2 separate regions of the Bombyx mori genome follow, and region 1 is linked to region 2. The links are chromatin contacts, called in public Hi-C maps. All regions are on one chromosome and are shown on one strand. Each heading gives the region's core, a stretch centred on a gene start, on an enhancer-like site or on the middle of the called end of the contact. The rest is flanking DNA. Distances are from core to core; before and after follow the strand shown. Region 1 has its middle 15 kb from the start of LOC101743013. Region 2 overlaps LOC101743013 (ankyrin repeat and sterile alpha motif domain-containing protein 1B).

Region 1 (2,700 bases), core at 175-2,674, 58 kb after region 2:
AGTTAACCGCTTCGATATTGCAATCTTAATGTAAATATCCAATACAATGTACAAATACATACACACGTCAAGTTATCGGAAGCGCATTGTGCCGCCGCGGGCGATCTCGCCTAATCCGTCGGGATAATTTAAAAATTCGTCATCAAAATCATCATAATCAATACAGTCGTTAAATCGAACTATACAACTATTCGAAATCACAGTATTACAAATATATCGACGCTTGAAAGGCAAACGTGACTAAGCGACAATAACTGCTTTGTACATAAATGATGGCAATAACCATATTCGATGCGCAAAAATAATTAATTTCTAGGTCTATTAAAATCATTTCAATCCTACAGCTACTAGCTAGATTCTACTCCAGCTAGATTCGTTAATTTTTTTTTTCTTCATGTATTTCAACTTTAAATTAGTCTACTGTAAAGTTCACGCATTGTCGCTTAGTCACGTTTGCCTTTCAAGCGTCGATATGTATTATAAATGCCAATCATTAAATTATTTAAAATAAATAACGTAATTCGTTTTAGAGGTGCTGCGATGTATATTTAATATGAACACGATACAACATTTATTAGTTTATTATACACAAAGTAGTCGCGTCACAAACACGATTGTTCTGTGTGACAATTTGTTTGACGACGCCAACGCTGGGGTCCGAAAACAAATGGTTATAACGAAGCTTATTTTTCGTCGCGGCATTAAAATCTCCCACCCCTGCGACGTACATCAAAGAAATAAAAGGGTTGTGCACGTATAGGGCGCGTAATACTCAATTATAACAAACGTTGGCACAAACGATTTTACATTTACACTTTCGTCGGTGAACAGCGACGGCGCGCTACTTCATCTACTCGACGATAGATGTCGCTTACCCTAATATTTACACTCATCGAGCACAATGACTCGTGCAGCCGTCACACAAATTATCATATATGAAAATAAATAAATGTCAGTGTGTTTATTGCACTGCACATTCCGCTGTGAGGGTCACGACGCTTACACACTAATTTTGAACATCATCAGTTGCATCCCTTAAGCGCCCTGTAAACGATCAAATTTGTTTGTCAAACTTTACATTTTTCATCAAACAATAGCTTAAAATATCAAATAAGTTTGTTAACTTGCCCATAGATTCGGTTTTCTCGATAACGAGACGTCGTGTCGAGTAACGACAGATCTTGTTTGACAAACACCCCCAACTTTTTGACAAACGCATCAAACAAAGCTACATACTGTCAAATAATTTGACAAACAATTTGATCGTTTACAGGGCGCTTTATAATTAATTTTAATCACTGTACACGACAATCTATAAATATTTGCACCATAGAAACGAAAACGGAAACTGGTAGTAGACACGTACAGCGTTGCACTTACGACACTGAATTGTTTTGGTCTCCCGCCGCCGCGTCGGGCACGGCCGCCATGCTCAGGGCGAGGCGCGCGTCGGCGTAGTTGTGCGCCACGTCGCTAGATGGCGACTCTGACAGGGAGTTCGGGTTCTCAGGCATCGCTAGGAGCCGATGCGGGAACCCGAAAAGCTGAGATCACTGGAGCCGGCCCCAGTAGTTGGACGCGAGGTCGGGCCCCTGCGACGGTATCTGCACGGGTACGCTCACGCCCGCCGATATCACACCTGTCCAACAAAATATTGCTATAAATATTTTTTTCCTACATATTCTAGTAACCTCAAGGGGTTATTCTAGATTCACCGAACTAGTAGGTGAGCTCATGGGGCTCAAACCGCGAGGGTTGCTAACACTGACCCTAGCAAGAGCAGTGCTTTGCAGAATCTACCACCGGATCGGAAACGCCATCCACTGAAAAGATCCGGCGAGAAACTCAGTGGGCTGTGTCTATGGGTTAGTTTACTCGTCGAGTTTTTCGTCCCAAGCGACGGGTTCGGCGAGGACGGTGATCGGTGCTTGAGGTACCTAAAAGCACCGTTAATGGATCGGAAGGATCTGTAATGACGTGCTTAGGGCGACGTCGACTGTTTACCATTCGGTCCACCGGTCGAGTATGAATGCTATATAAACAATCTGGGCATGTCATTTACGACGGGCAGGGCTGTCCCACTAACATTTTTGTGCTTGTAGACTGTACATAATAAACAAACTGAAATGTGAATCGGTAAATTTATGATAAACACATTTACTAACAGAGCCTATCCCTTTGTTTCGCTGATTGTCTTGCATTATAAGGCATGTTACAATTATACAGATTAAAAAAGTTCATTTACCATCAAGGACGTTAACGACAATCTTTTTTTTTAATTCATATATATCCATAAACAATAACAGAATAAATGCAATTAATTCAAATAAAAAGTTTGTATAACGAATTCATGGCTAACTCAATATTATGTTGATTCAAATTAACCCGTAAATCGCACGAGCGTCTATCCATACGTACATACATCGTAATGTCTTCAATCCCGTGTAATTGCTAGTCAATCATGTATATAGGACGATCACAGAAGCACATGTTAACCCTGTCTAATGCGGAACCCATTAACGTCGACCCGATGTGTCTTATAGGACCCTGATTGCTTTCCGTTTACCATACAATCGAGTTATCCAACGCGTGTACTTGAAATACACTAAACTACAGTCATGCAGAATACGTACACGAGTGACGAGTGCTTAGTTTCGACAAAAGAGTCATCAAAACGAGGTATTTAAACTAGTTGTTAGC
Region 2 (2,700 bases), core at 140-2,639:
GAGTTTCTCGCCAGATCTTCTCAGTGGGTCGCGTTTTCGATCCGGTGGTAGATTCTGCGAAGCACTGCTCTTGGTAGGGTCAGTGTTAGCAACTCTCCGGTTTGAGCCCCGTGAGCTCACCTACAAAGGTTAGGGTGAAGCTGAAATAGCCTCTCAAGGCTATCAGCATAGGTAGGATAAAAAAAAAAGCTAACAAGAAAATGCTTAGTAAAAAGTTCAAAAGAAACTGTTGTATCATCTCCAATGCATATCACTGATCTGTTGACACATTGTTTCTTTTCAAATGTGTTGCGACATAATCTAAACCGTTTTAATTGCGTTTAATTATGAGAATCTTTCTCACACTCATCAGTATGTCGCGTCTTAATCACAGAGTAGCAAGAGAGAGCAATAAACTTTACATTTAAGAATGAATACGTTCTCCAAGGCATAAACTTTAATTTGACTGCATTATTTGTTAGGTGTGTGTTAACTCAGAACACTTTTCCAGGTGAACCGTTTTTTGATTATACTTTTTACAATAAATATGCAAGGGTTTCTCATGTAGTCTTACCTTACCATCTTACCAGTAGTTTTTGAATTATTATAGTATGTATATTATTAATAATGTATTTTTAAATGACTTCGACCAAATTGATGATATTCCCATTTTAATGGATTTTTTTTTGTTTTAGACCTTTTTTTGTATTTATCTATATATATAAAAATGAATTGCTGTTCGTTAGTCTCACTAAAACTCGAGAATGGCTGGGCCGATTTGGCTAATTTTGGTCTTGAATTATTTGTCGAAGTCCAGAGAAGGTTTAAAAGGTAGATAAACATGAATATGCTCGGAATTAAATAAAAATAACGATTTCGTTTTTCCTTAGATGTGTGGATTGCTTTTGTTTGTTTTAAGTTTATTTTATACAAAAGTTTAGGTCTTTTATTTATTGATTGTGACACTACGAAGTCTGCCGGGTCAGCTAGTAATTTTATATTTTTATAATATCCTGCTAACCTGTCGTGACGAATTACATACAAGAGAATGATCGGTTATAGATTATAGCCTTTCTTAAGCTTACCCTATTAAGAGGAAAACGTGCAATATCGCTGATGCATGCGTCGACGCTACAGCGGACTATGATCAATGACGTGTGCGTCGTGCGGAGCACATACCGTAGTATTTGTAAAATTTGTAAATTTTTATGGACTTAATTATTATATCTAGAAGGTAGTGCCGTACTCAATATCTAGAACGTAGTGACGTACTCAAATAATACGAATGACTTACCGATACTTTACTGTAGTCGTGATGATGAGCTAGATGCAAGGGCGCACAGCTAGATGCTGCACTGGACACGCTCAGCGCATCGCCCTCGCTGGTACCCTCCGTTTCGTCCCACCGGCGGCGCCCCGACCCGCTGCGAACAGCCCCGACCGAACCCCGCTCAAGCGAAGCCGAACAAAGCGACACATCCCCGTCGGTCCTCGGAATACCGCTATCTTGCCTCTCGTCTTCCCAACTCGACGACAAACTCTCCCCACCACTCGACCCAACACTAATACCGCTTTCCATTTTAGATTCGAACAAATTCATCTCCTCAAATTGATCCTCCTCGATAACGTCGGATCTGGTGCTGCCACCGAACCTGAACGAATTACTGTGAACCCACGGTCTTTTTGTGGTACTGACGTCAGATTTCACGGTGTCAGCATCAGAGCTTTCGTCATCATCGGAGTGCAAGGTCCCGTCGGAGTCATCAGATGACTCTTCGCGGCACGTTTTGAAGGACGCGTCCGATCTCACGGTAGCGTCTGAATTACAAGTTCGGAGTGACCAGTTACCAGAGTATTCCGAGGAGGTCGATTTACGCACAGGCAAATGCACAGAATTGTAAGCACAAGACGGACTGTCAGATGTCAATGTTGAATTTTGCGATATAACTTCAGAGATATCTTTCAAAGAATACGGTCTATCTGAAGTCGACGACAACGTCGATGCCTGAGATGACGCATTCGATTTACTACTAGATGTTTGTTCTAATTTTTTTTGGGCACTATTACCGTCCACTTCGACAACAGCGTACGGTTCTTCGAGGTTCCGCGGCACGGATTTGTTTTTCGGTAAGTTACTTAAACCAGCTGTCGAATAAGGAGAATCATCTAAAGTAATATCAGGAGTTGATATACTTTTCTTCATAACAGAAAATTTCACAATGAAATCCGTGGGCGACTCACGATGTTTACAATGAAGGGTGCAGGCACCGGAATCACAAAAGCATTGAAACGACGAAGATGATATTTCGCTTTTTTTCACTAGACCTTCGAAATCTATCAAAGTTATTTTATCTTCTTTTTCTTGGAATGATAGATCTAAAAGATTTTCGGCGCTGCTGTATGTTTTTAACGGTTTGGGCTTACAAAAACAAATCGCCGTCTCATAGTAACTGTCTCTTTTGTTTTTTGTCAAAGACTCTGCTTTGCTATTAAGGGTTTCTCTATTAAATATGTAAAGGAATTCTTCAACAGTTGGGGCTTTAAATAAACAATGACCAGTGCCACGAATGTGGTAGTGAGCTAAAGTTTCTTTCAAAAACTCCTTATTCCATTGTGGTAAATCTTTGATTTTTGTGGAATTCCTATCTACCTCAATATTTGTGAACGTTTTATGTCTAAAGAGAATCTTTTTCTTAATACTTTCTGCTTTTTTAGTCGGTA

The links. A called contact is a pair of places that touch in the nucleus more often than the background predicts.
Region 1: a contact with region 2 is called in a Hi-C map of midgut, with 1.8 times the contacts expected there. The contact joins two enhancer-like sites. A contact is called at or near these places in 2 of 7 Hi-C or Micro-C datasets (midgut and whole pupa).

The regions. Positions count from the first base shown.
Region 1 is chr14:4,162,902-4,165,601 of ASM3026992v2, forward strand. No RefSeq gene overlaps it. Among protein-coding and RNA genes, the nearest start is that of LOC101743013, 15 kb to the left of the region's middle. Within about 2 kb of position 1,425, at least 7 of the 8 cell types and tissues checked have open chromatin away from gene starts, as enhancers often do.
Region 2 is chr14:4,104,877-4,107,576 of ASM3026992v2, forward strand. LOC101743013 (ankyrin repeat and sterile alpha motif domain-containing protein 1B) reads right to left here. Exons shown (of 17, transcript XM_062672016.1): 8 at 1,274-1,403. Among protein-coding and RNA genes, the nearest start is that of TRNAS-AGA, 17 kb to the right of the region's middle. Within about 2 kb of position 1,390, at least 5 of the 8 cell types and tissues checked have open chromatin away from gene starts, as enhancers often do.